4 separate regions of the Zea mays genome follow, and all the other regions are linked to region 1. A link is a contact called in public Hi-C data. All regions are on one chromosome and are shown on one strand. The core of a region is the stretch at or near the end of the contact, and the rest is flanking DNA. Distances in the headings are between cores, read along the strand shown. Region 1 holds the start of LOC100284255 (pre-mRNA-splicing factor 19). Region 2 has its middle 43 kb from the start of LOC100284181. Region 3 has its middle 6.3 kb from the start of LOC103643489. Region 4 holds the start of LOC103643484 (WD repeat-containing protein WDS homolog).

The links. A called contact is a pair of places that touch in the nucleus more often than the background predicts.
Region 2: a Hi-C map of ear shows a contact between it and region 1, with 2.8 times the contacts expected there. The contact joins the enhancer-like site here to the promoter of LOC100284255 in region 1. A contact is called at or near these places in 7 of 25 Hi-C or Micro-C datasets (ear, endosperm, leaf and 2 more).
Region 3: a contact with region 1 is called in a Hi-C map of ear, with 1.9 times the contacts expected there. The contact joins the enhancer-like site here to the promoter of LOC100284255 in region 1. A contact is called at or near these places in 2 of 25 Hi-C or Micro-C datasets (ear and leaf).
Region 4: a contact with region 1 is called in a Hi-C map of leaf, with 4 times the contacts expected there. The contact joins the promoter of LOC103643484 here to the promoter of LOC100284255 in region 1. A contact is called at or near these places in 3 of 25 Hi-C or Micro-C datasets (ear, leaf and tassel).

What each region holds. Positions count from the first base shown.
Region 1 is chr1:239,728,094-239,731,442 of Zm-B73-REFERENCE-NAM-5.0, forward strand. It overlaps LOC100284255 (pre-mRNA-splicing factor 19), which reads right to left and starts at 1,634. Exons shown (of 19, transcript NM_001412987.1): 1 at 1,355-1,634; 2 at 1,170-1,255; 3 at 955-1,026. The coding sequence starts at 1,367. It also overlaps LOC103645370.
Region 2 is chr1:239,929,980-239,932,983 of Zm-B73-REFERENCE-NAM-5.0, forward strand. No RefSeq gene overlaps it. Among protein-coding and RNA genes, the nearest start is that of LOC100284181, 43 kb to the right of the region's middle. Within about 2 kb of position 1,517, at least 20 of the 20 cell types and tissues checked have an H3K27ac peak or open chromatin away from gene starts, as enhancers often do. A contact at or near this core is called in ear, endosperm, leaf and 2 more, where this site is marked.
Region 3 is chr1:239,860,752-239,863,725 of Zm-B73-REFERENCE-NAM-5.0, forward strand. No RefSeq gene overlaps it. Among protein-coding and RNA genes, the nearest start is that of LOC103643489, 6.3 kb to the right of the region's middle. Within about 2 kb of position 1,275, at least 11 of the 20 cell types and tissues checked have an H3K27ac peak or open chromatin away from gene starts, as enhancers often do. A contact at or near this core is called in ear, where this site is marked.
Region 4 is chr1:239,543,667-239,546,842 of Zm-B73-REFERENCE-NAM-5.0, forward strand. LOC103643484 (WD repeat-containing protein WDS homolog) reads right to left here and starts at 1,671. Exons shown (of 4, transcript XM_008666674.4): 1 at 561-1,671. The coding sequence starts at 1,232.

The sequences.
Region 1 (3,349 bases), core at 384-2,883:
AAGGGGATTCCTCCCCCATGGATCCCCTCGGGAGCCCTAATCACCAAATCAGCCCTAATGGATCTCTAAAATATGATATAAAGACCTAATACAGAACTCAAAGAATACAGCATTTTTAAATTATAAACTGTCAAAAGATGCTAGAAAGAAAAAGAGAATGATATGGACTTTATTTGGTAGCCCATTAACTCAGCACAAACCCAGTTTCCACCACACGGCACCCACACGTTTCTTTACCCTAACCTTTTCACTGCTCCAGCAAAGGACGTAGCCACCACCTAGTCTTCCTCTACCAGCAAAGGACATAGCACCGCCCAGTCTTCCTCGCAGCACCGGCGCTCCATCTTCCGCTCCCTCCCCCACTCACGCTCGACACGCAGGCTCAGGTGCGTGTCGGTGGCTCCCATCCCGCCAGTAGCCTCGCCTCCAGTCCTCCGCACACCGGTCGGCGACCTTTCATGGGTGCCTCCCGCTCTCCTCTCCCCTCTAGTGAACTGTTAACAGCGCCGAGCCCCAGCGGCTGCGCTGCGCGCAGCCGGCGGACAGCGGGAGCCAGTATCCATTGCTCCACTAAGGCAGCTGCACTGCTTTGGGAGCGCTTATGCCCTGGTAAATCCCCTCCTAAACCCTACCATTTGGCCAAGGTGCCACCCCATAGATGCCCCGTGGACACCTTGGAGATGCCCTGCTGCTAAGGCGACGCCTTACGCGTCCAAGCAAGGCGATCGGGATGCCTTGCAGGCCAGGCGCGCCTTACCGCTTAAGCGACGCCTTAACAACTATGAGAGCAACCATACAAGACATAATTTCGCTACCGATGTTCATCGCCTACCTCACTTAGTATCAAGAGCAACGTTGTGAAACACATATTGCCTACTGATACTCTAAAGCCCATACCACATGCTACTGGAAACTTTGACTCAACATATTGATAGCATACCAGAGAAACCATACCTTGTTGGTATTGACCGGCACGATATCATCCATAGTAAGCTCATCCTTGGTGATGGGGCACTTGCCATGGTCCTGCAATGTTGTGGGCATCGCCATCACGACATGAATTTAGCATAAACATTGGGCATCGCCACCATGACATGAATTTAGCACAAACATTTTTCCCAATCCCAATAAAAAAATTGCAGCGCGAGATCTGAGGCCAAGCTACGGACCTCAATGTAGCGCTCGATGAGCCGCCGCTCGAAGAGAAGCCCCGACTTCTTCGACACCACCGGCTCGTCCGGCACCTCACCGGAGACTACAGGGAAGCGACACGGGACGAGTTAGCTCACGAAACGACGGATCAGAGAAGCTAGGGTTAGTAGACAGACATGCGAGGGAGGGAGAGGGGCATTACTCGCGCAGATCATGGCGGCGGCGAGGGCGAAGGTCGCGGCGCGGGAGAGACAGCGCGGCTCCTCGAGCAGCCTCCCCGACGGCGAGCTCCTGGGCGGATGTGGTGGCGGGACGGGAGCAGGCGACGGCGGCGCAGAGCGAAGGTTTTGCCGCTAGGGTTTTAATTCGAGTGGAGTGGGAAATTTTGTCATCCTGGCATCTTTTTCGTTTTAGCCCTCTTCAAGTCTTCATTGGCGCCGGTGCTTCGATGGCGGTCTCGACTCTCGACTTGCAGAAAATTGGAAGCATGCCCCCTCGATAGTTTCGCGGTGCCAGCAGGTGTGGGCTTGGAGATGAGCTGTAAGGTCAGCCTAACTCTTTGGTGAACAACTACTAGTGGCTCGTTAAACACTCTAAGGCCTATGTAACTCCTTGAATGGGACTACCTGCACTTTACGGCCCATGTAACTCCTTGAATTGGACTAACAGATAGGGTGGTAATAGATCACGATCTAAATAATTCTTCACAAAATAGTAAGGTTCTAAATAAATTTTAGCTCTAAATAAATATAAATAAGATCCGATTCTAATCCGATTTGATCATTAAATCTTATAGTATAAAATTTAGAGCTTATTATCACATCTACTGTCGGGACGTTAGATCCCGCGGCAACTCAACTCCGATTTCGCTCGTAAAAAAATAAAGTCGAGCTAAACAGTCTATTATCTCTACTAACTATTAAGAACCTATTGTAGACTGCCCCCGCCTCTACGCCCGCCTACCTACGCCCGCCCGCCATCCTGCCCGCATGCCGCAATCCTGCCGCCGCCGCCGCCGCGAACCGCCCGCCCGCATGCCATACGCCCATCCGCCGCCCGCCTACCTACGCCCACCCGCCATCCAGCCCGCATGCCGCAATCCCGCTGTGGCCGCTGCGAACCGCCCGCACGCCCTACGCCCATCCGCCTGCCCGCACGACGCAAACCCCGCCGCGACCATGGCGAACCGCCCTATAGCTCGCCCTACCGCCCGGTTGGGCCAGTCGGCGTGTCAATCTTCGAGATCCACAGGGACGCAGGACGCTGCCGATGGCGAAGCCGAGGAAAACCTGCACCTCGGCTCCAGATCCGCCCGTAGCCGACGTTCGGCTTCCGGGGTGTGTTGTGGTGGGGACAGCGGCGACGGGGTGGCCGGGTCGGGGTCAGGGGTGATGGTGCGGGCAGGACGGTGGTACAGACGGGGTGGACATCGGCGGCGGGCTTCTCTTCTTGTGGACTTACCGCCGCCTTGACCGCGACTTGAATTGCTGGTTCGGTGTCTGATGTGGGCTCATCTGCTTGTTGCAATCCGCTTTCCCCCGATTGATTCTTACGATTTCCATGTAGTTTTGTGTTATCTTCTCTCTCTCTTTTGGGAAAAAAAGGGGTTTCAATTCTGTTGGGCATCGACTCACCGGGTTTTGAGGTTTTTCGTGGGAGGTTTGATCCTCGGTCGATCCGGTCTGTGGCAGGCTTTCATCAAATGTTGCAAAATCCGCTCGCAACTGTAATCGCAGCGCTATTGTCAGCCACAAACAGTCCTTTTCTTGGTTGTACCGCGCTTTCCCCACTGATGCATCTATTCGATCTAACCGGCCTTCGCTTCACCTTGGGCTGCCGCAGATCAGCGACCATGGGAACTGGCAGCGGAGCTGCTCCAGGCGCTCCTCCCCGCGTCGTCGGAGGGCCTGGTGCGGGTCACGCTGAAGAAACAGCCCGTCGGAGGGCCCAAGGAGAGGTAACGCCTCCTCCTCCGCGGCGCCAACGCCCTGGGCTCAGGCGGCGACGACGACTCCGACGTCATCGCGCTCAAGAACTACATGAACGCGCAATACTTTGGGGAGATCGGCATCGGCTCGCCGCAGCAGAAGTTCACCGTCATCTTCGACACCGGCAGTTCCAACCTCTGGGTGCCGTCCTCCAAGTGCTACTTCTCGGTGCGTCCTGGTTCCTCCCCTAGCCTGGCCGAGGTTTTCCT
Region 2 (3,004 bases), core at 267-2,766, 200 kb after region 1:
ATCTCATAGATTAATAATTGATCATTGATTATTTTATATAGAGTTCAAAAGTCAGATTTTTTTTGTCCCAGACCCTTATCTTACCTCAGCACCAAGTGATTAAAAAGGCCAAGACAAGATATTTTTGGATAGAGTATTGTCAAATTTTCGAATGTGTCAAAGCGGTGGATTGTTATCACAATGTCTTTATTGCATGTCAAATATTACTTATTGTGTTTGTGACTGTTCTATCTGCCGGAAAAAGTTTTTTAAAACTAAATTATTGAAAAACTATTTGAGATGTACAATAAGATAAGAGGGGCCTCTGTATTAGGTTTAGGGATGGCAACGGATAAACTATCCGCGGATAGTGTCTCTGGACATTCATAGTCGTGACTTATATCCGATATCCAAACCCGTACCTGTTACCCGCTACGAATAAAAAATAGTATCCACATCCGTTACCCGCGGGTAACGAATATCCGCGGATATATCCGTTTGCCCACTACACATACAACATATTTAAATTCAGCAAATTCAAATATGATAACATATTTGTCCATCAAATTTAAATATAATAAAAACATACAACCATACATAATTTGTCCAGCTGAAAATCCTACAAGAATCTGGGTAAGGCATTGAATTAATAAAAGTAACTAGGATCAGGGTATTTCCAATCTGAAAAGCCTACAAGAATCTACAAAGACACTGGACCTGTTGGGCGAGCTGGCGATGTCCTGTGCAGTGCTCGACGTGGTCGCGTGGAGAAGATAGACCCCCTGCGCAGTGCTCGACGTGGAGAGTAAGGAAGGTCGCGGTCGCGAGTGGCTGACAGAGAATGGAGCTGCACGAGGACGATCGGTCTCCAGTGGCGTGTGCGAACAGTGAAGCCGCCGGCGGCGCGCGGATCTAAGCTATGACGGGGAGTGGGGACTGTTTGTCCGTAGTCCGCACACGCTGGGTCGTTGGCATGCACGAGGAGTGGGGACCGACGGGCGTCGGACTATGGTCGTGGTTGCCGCCTGGCTGGGTGGCGGCTGGCCGTCGAGGCCTCGAGGAGGGTGGGGGTGGGGACCGGGGTTGTGGGCTTGTGGCTAGATCTAGACGGGTTGCTGCCTTGCCTTGCTAGATTGGGGATCTAGGGAGCCTAGATGGTCAGGAGATGGGCGAGCCGCGACGGGACTTGGGCTGGCTGGTGGTCCGTGAAGTAGTTCCAAACTCCAGTGACCCCACGTGTCAAGTTACTTTAACAGATATTCGGTTAATCGGGTACGAATACTGATTTTTCGTACCCGTTTTAAAAATATCCACGGATATCAAATACTACTCGTATCCGTATCCACGGGTACAGGCTCATATTCAAAACCGTGTCCAACAGAGTTTTTATCTGGTACACAAATAAATCACATCATTACCATCCTAATTAGGTTTCGATCCGGCCCAGGCTGCAATCGTCGCCCCATAGGTCACATGCCCCTACTGTCTCGTGTGTGTTGCTGTGATTCCTCTGGCAGCTGTGTCTGTTCACTCTCTTGTCTAATCGTCTCGTCTCCCGGTCCCACCCATGACCCATCGTCGCCCATCTCCGTCACACAAGGCTTCCTTTTCCGGCCCGCCTCCTTGCTCGCCCAGTTCCCCTCACCGCCGTGGACGCGCGAACCAACACCCAAACCGTCTGTTCCCAACAGATAACACCCTCGGCTGCGGCAGCTGCAGCGCCCTCGCTGCCGGCGCAGGTCCGGCGAGGCGGCCAGCCAAGTTCTAGGCCTCCGCCTCCGGGGCCAACCCTAGCCACCACTCGCAACGCCAGAGGCGGGGGGCGCCATGCTGTTCCAAGTGGGAGGGCAGGGCGCGCGACCCACCTTCTTCGAGATGTCCGCCGCGCAGCAGCTGCCCGCCAGCCTCCGCGCCGCCCTCACCTATTCGCTCGGGGTAAAACCGCCCGCCTCCTTCCCTTGCTGTTGCTCGTCTCCGATTGGATCGATCGAGTCTCTGAGGTTGTATGCCTGGTTCGGGGGATTGTCTAATCGCGCGTGCCCCCGTTGGTATGGCTAGTAGGATGGTGCAGCTTGGGGCAGCGCATTGAAATGGTCTAGCTTGAGGACGATCAAATAGCTCGAGCACACTTTCTCGTTTGACTGTTTCCCCCCTCTTTTGGAGGGTTCTTTTCATCTTTTTGCACCTTCAGCACTAAGACAATTTGACATACAGTAGTTTATTAGCAGTTCGAAATGCAAAACTGAGCTGTCAATTGCTGAATATCTCTGTTTAGCTACCTTTGAGACCCAAAGTGGACTGGATCCTCAACATTCAACTGACATTGTGATGATGATGAGGGCTCGTTTTGACAGACTGTAGTAGCAAGAAAAATCTCATATAGAACTTGACATCTACTTCTTTCATTCTATGGCAGAAAGTGAAATATAAGAACTTTATGTGAAGTGGGGCATTAGATATGAACTTCTGTAGGGTTATGAACTGGTGATCCTAAGGGTAGTCTCGTTACGCTGACTCCAACGGAGCAGCCAAATGGCTAGGCAAAGAAAAAATAGCTGCCCTCGAGCTACTGTAGCACCACAAAGCTCCTTTCAATAGGACAGTTGAACGAGGCAGCCAAAATGACGGGCAAGAGAGAGAAAAGCCATACTTTCACTGTAACCAACAGTCATTTTCTTCCTCCGTGTCTGACTTCCAGAGACCCCAACCAAAGGTCCGAATGACTGTCAGATTTACCTGGCCCCTGTTGGAGTTAGCCTTAGTTGTGCGAATTGTACTAGTTTCCCAAATGATGGCTCATTTTAGAAATCCTACAATTTGTTGAACTAAAGAGGGGTGGTGAATATCTGGATACCCTTAGGGCCACCAATTCACATCCCTAAACTTCTGGTGAAGTACCTTAGTGCAAAACATGTGAGCATGCTTTCTTGGTTCTCGATGTAATGATGATTTGATTGCATCCTTTGTATGTACAGTACATCTTAAGTCTCAAGTTAATATAGTTTTGTTTCCTTGCTGCACATGC
Region 3 (2,974 bases), core at 25-2,524, 130 kb after region 1:
TGGCCATTTAAAGGTGTGAGATCTCAAGCAACATACCAACACATGTGATACACATCTCCAAGTGCTCAAACACCCAAGTGCTTAGAATCACTCGATGATTAGCGTATATGCTTTGTGAAGTGCTTAGTTTAGTTAGACGCTATGTTTGTTCCTAGTTATTTGAGTGAGTTTAGAAAAATCTACAAAACCACTCGACTCTTGTGCGAGCCGTTGTAATTGTACCAAGTGAGTCGCCAGTCTTGCGAAACTGTATCAACCGTATTTGTGATACGACACCACTGTGTACCAGAGGGAACGAGGTCCGCGGCGATTCAACTGAAAGCTCGATAGTGGAGACGACGGAGAAAATCTGAGAGGAGCCGGAAGTGAATCACCACTTGCACATGGAAAAGGCATGTGACTCTCTACGGAGTTACATCATCAAGTAGGCCAGTTCTTCACCAAGGAATAGGATTAATAGCCTTATTCAGTCAGACAAATGCTCCAAGACAATCTAAATTAGCAACATACAAAAGGGTACATATTGGTTGGTGATAGCAGTTAAGCACCGACGTCCTTATTTATGGGGACATACTTTCATAATTAGGTCTGACCATTATAGCCTCAAATATATCCTTGACCAATGGCTCGCAACAATACCACATCACCAATGGGTAAGCAAGCTTCTAGGATATGACTTCAAAGTTTAATTTAAACTAGGAAAACAGAACACCGTGGTCAATGCTCTATCTAGTCAAGATCCAATAGAACCATCACTACTAGCAATCTCAAAAATCAACTTCCCAATTTATGATAAACTAAGAGATGAAATATTGGAGTCTCACACTCAAGGCAAACCGGTGACAACCAACCTTAGTGGCGCCACACAAATATTTGGAGCTTCACGAGTGACCTCATAGTCTGCAAAAAAAAAAAAAAAAAAAAAAAACGAGTACAGTGTTCCAATCAAAAAACGAGTGGCCGGCGGCATGTGCAAGGCGCGAAGGGGTTTAGGGTTTAAATCACTGTTCCAATCAAAATATTTCTCAATTTTTTATAATCCCCTCCAATCCCTGTAGGTACGACCGCCGTCGTCAAATCCTCTGATGATGGCAACTCTTCACGAGGGCTTGGAGGTACCAGGACCTGAGCTGATTGCGCGGCCATGGGGTGAGATACCATGAATGATCCATGAGACATAGTAGCTAGGAGACGCCCAAGCATCTAGCTCGATGTCTCCGCACATGCATGCATGCATGGCAGGGCACCCGTGCGTAGCGGCAGGAGCAGGACGGGACTTACAAGACAGGAAACCGCCGACGACCTTATCGGCAGCAGTAGCACGGACAGGAAGCAGCTCAGGTGAGTAGGCGCCGCCGTGTCTCGGTTGCCTTGGCCGTCGCTAAAGCAAGCCTACCACCAGCAAACGCACATGCTTCTCTGTTGTTGGTTGTCGTAGACGGTTATCTTTTTTGGACTGCACACGACCTGCCGCTTTCAAAACATGCATGCATGAAGCTGGATTTTGCTTGGACCTTTAGGTGTTGTATCGAGATCACCGTAGTGTGGATGCCTCGTCACCATGTACTACGTGAGGGCGTGCTAGTGGGTCCGAGTGCCGGCGCCCATCGATCTTTGCATATCGGAATGATACTCCCACCGGCCACCATATCCCACAGGCCACAGCTTATAAAAGCTGCGGCATGGGAGGTTTCGTTTTGCAGAACATCTTTAGACGAAGCCACAGCGCTCTGCAGCACACAGATAATATACTCCTCCATCCAGCTCGGAGCAAAGAGAGCAGCTATAGTCTTCGTGACAATAACCAACCGACTGAGCGATCATGGCGTCTCTGCTCGGTCTGTACACCAGCGGCAGCGCCCGGGGCAGGAGGGTCCACGCCGCCAGGAGCAGTGGCCGCCGCCAGTCGGCTGCGCCGTTGAAGCAGCTGCTGTCGAGGTTGAGGTGCTCCTGGAGGAGACGCGCGGCGCGGCCGAGGCGCGGCGCGGTCAGGTTCGGGTATGACCTGCATAGCTACTCGCAGAACTTCGACGATGGCGATGCCTAGTCAGCCCGGCGGCCAGGACTAGCTTCTTCAGTACGTGTAGCTAGCTAGCTAGGAGTCTAGGACCTGCAGGATCCTCCTTCATCAGTACGTGTAACTAGCTATGGCCAGGATATTAGTGTGGCTTTAATTAGTGCTTTGTCCTGATCACTGAGATTTCAGTCCAGTGTTAATTTCCGGTGATCGATTATCTGCTCTCTAGCTGGTTCATCCAGTTATTGTATAAAGAAATTACTTCATCTTATAATTAAGTTTGCACAGGCAAGCAATTCTATGCTTGCCATATATAGATCAACGATTTGGTCAGCTGTTGGAATGGATGGCTTCGTTGATTTTCCAGCTGCTCGATCGATCTGCGTGTTGACAGATTTATAGATCGAGGAGCTAGCTAGGCCGGCACACACTGGCCTGCTGTATGTGTATGTTTGATTGCAAACAGGTATAGTGTGTGCGTCCTGCCCACATGCTGTATTTTGTAACGATAAAAATACGCTAAATATATACATGTACTAACCGTGATTGTGTATGTTGTACTTACATAAGACAGAGTAAATAGATTGGTTTTAGAGAATTCTAAACGGATTGTATAGAGCAGAGAATCTGTGATGACAGCGTCAATTAGAATAAGTGCACACATTGTGATATATATGAAGTTGTATGTATGTATGTACCCCAAACGTACTGAGGGAAGGAGGAAAAGTCTAAATAAAAGTTTTAGAATAGAAAAAAATGCAGTGAAGTGTGCAACATTGTATACCGAATTGTGTATGAAACAATGGCTCATGTTTTCATGGTTTACCTTACCTGTAGCAGAAAAAAACTGGATCTCACCTAGAAACGAGTTCCTCGGATTTCTCGATTTTCGGTTTTCTCAAAAAAAATCGGACATAATTTAGAATGAACAACTCTGTTTAATCAGAAAAAACATAT
Region 4 (3,176 bases), core at 421-2,920, 180 kb before region 1:
AAGGTTTGAACTGTGCTGTTCTCTTTCACTTTATTCTTAAAGATTCTGAAATTATCCAAACCCTGCTTTACTGGATGAAAAATAATGTAAGGCGCTTTGAGAAGCATTTCCCAGCTGCATTGCACTTTAATGCTTTAAAATCAGATAGAGAGGGATGAATTTGCATACATTGCAAACATGGTACAGGAGAAATTTAATATTGCTGAGGTACTTTGAGAAGCATTTCCCAACTGCATTGCACTTTTATGCTTCCAAAATCAAATATAGATAGGGATCAATCTGCATACATTGCAAACATGGTATAGAAGAAATTTAAATCGCTGAAATGAATAGCCATACTGAATTGCTTATTAAACTAACTTGGAAGAAGACCAAATATCTAAAACTTTTAAGGAGTGCTGCTATATGTAGAAATGGGTTGTTCGTGAAATATTTCCCTATTGTAAATTGATGGCCTTGATATGTGAGTTCGGTAATTTCGTTCCGCATTCTTATACAACTGATAAGCTTGGACATTTGTCGAAACTGGGAAACAAGTCAACAATCTGTTTAACTCGCACCTGTGCACATTGGGAGGGGATATGCTCTTCATGGCACCTATGATCTTCAAACAGAGTGATCTCATCCGGCAAATTGTGATATATACAAGATTCTACTTGCTTGGTTACCGCACTCTCCACCAAATGCTCTAACCGCCCACTAGCCACATGGAACCATGGTGGCAACACCTCGACCAAATCCAAGAACACCGCAATCCTCCACCCAACCACGGCCTCCGGCGCAACGGCCCCCTCGCTGGAGACCATGGCGCGCGCCAGCAAGTGTACGCACCTCCTGTCGACGCCGAGCGGCGCAATCCGACGCCGTAGCACCTCCCTCGCCCGGCGCAGGCCAGCGTCACCGCGCATCCCCAGGAGCTCCAAGTAGTAGCCCCTCCACACCAGGAACTCCGCGACCGTGCGGTCCGCTTCGCCGACGCCGGCGACCGAGCGGACGATCTCCGCGGACGCGTCCCACTGACCGGCCATCACTTCCAGCAGCAGGCGGTCATGCTCCGGCGGGTACAGTGGCACGCCGGACTCCGCCTCGAGCGCGGCCGCCGCCCGCCTGTACCCGAGCGAGTAGAGCGACTGTGCCATGGCGCGCACCAGCTCCTCGCGGTCGACGGGGCAAAGACGGCGAGGGGCCGGGCCCTTGTCTGCGCGGGGGACAGAGCTCTCGGGGAGGTCCATGGCCGCGCCGGGGTTGCCAGCTTGAGGGATTTCGCACCCCTGCCGCCGGAACAAACCGAAGGAAAAAAATATCTGGGCTTCGGATGCAGAAAAATTCTATCTTTGGAGTGGTTTAGTGGATTTGAGAGGATAAAGACGGGATCAGAAGAACCGGAAAAAGAACAAGATTTGGGCCAGAACCAAAAATTCAGAGTGATACAGCAGCGCCAGACAACAGACAGATAGAATTTTAGGTGCGATAAAAAACTTGCCAGGTGTTATCAACGAAATTTTGGAAGAGATAGTGTGGAACCGATGATTGATTCTGCAGGGAGTCAGAGATGATCCGGGTCGAGCTGTCGGTTTCTTTTCTCTCAGAAACTGTGGGCATTGGAGGACGGAAGCAGAACGCTTGGTTGGAGGAGTGTGGTCATCCGATCACCGTTCCAGTGCGTTGGAGACATCTGTACCGTTGAGCTCGTGCGGGGATTGGATCTGAACCGCCGAATGTGAAGGTTGGGATACGGACGGTCACGTGGATTCAGTTTGGGATATGGACCTGGACCTGGAGTCGCAGCGAGACCACGCAGTCCGGCAGTTTGTTTCGTGCAACGAGATGTTTTAGATAAAGGATATTCTCTCCAATTTAAATTATTAAATATTGTATCTTTTTTAATTTATCTATACTATACTTAAAGCACCGGTTTCAACAGTGAGTGGGGTTCGAACTCATGCCCTGATAGAAGAAGGTCGGGAGACACTAGATAAAGCTGTCTAACCAGTAGAATATGATGCTCAAATGTTTTTAATATTGAATATAAATTATATATATGTATATACGTTTTTTTTGTAAAATAAAAAAATATATAATCGTGTCGTGCCGGGCCAGCACTACGGGCCGAGGCTACGGCCCAAGCACGACACGACGTTCTTGGCTCTTGCAAGCATTAGGTTGTTTCTGAGACCATATTGGCGCAATGGACTACATGGTGTTTGAGTTTGCTGAATTGGATGTAGGAACAATGATTTGTCATACTAACAGTAAATTAAAAGGTTATTTGTTGGTTTTAAACGTTAGTAATTGCTACAAAGTAGCATAATTTATATGGAGCACATCTAGTTTTTATTGATGCCTTACTTTAACAATCACTCCATATTTTGATCTATATTTTTTATGAGTTTGAGTTCATGTGACTTAGTTTAGAAACTTGAGCTCACAAACTTTCTCTTATTTGGTCTCTGTATGGTGGAATTATGTCATTTAAGTCGTTGTGAACTCTCTTCTAATCGCTCACTTCATTGGTCGTGTTGTACCAATACATATTGGATGGAGTAAACAATAGCATCAGTTAGCCAAATCAAAAAAGTATTATACGGAGAGGCAATAAAAAATCTTGAAATTTTTTTGGTGGATAGTATACATGGGTATTGGTATAAACCGTCGCAACGCACGGACAACCGACTAGTATCCTTTTAAGATACAATTATATATACACAATGTTTAAATATATAAATAAAATAATTTACGTAAAAACTAAAACGTCTTGTAATTTAACATGAAAAATAGTTAACATCGAGATATTTAACTTTTTTCGTCGGTACCAACTAGCTTTTACTACTAAAACTAGTCGGTTGCCCGTGCGTTGCGACGGCTCACAATAATACCCACATAAATTATTCATCAAAAAAATCTTAAGATTTTTTATTGATTGTCTCTGCTTTCCGCATAATTTTTTTGATTTGACTAACCGAGTCGACATCGTAGTAAAGAAAAGGTCATGTAGACAGGTGACGCCGAGCTATCGAATGGGTGCTATATGCAGCAAATCAGGGACCCTCATCCCTCGCCTCCCCCACTTCCAAAGTTTCGTACAGCGGGAAGGGAAGAGGCAGTCATACATGTTCGTTGCCGGAGAAGGACACGAAGAAGACATGGACATCTGAAGGCGACATAGCTAGTACACC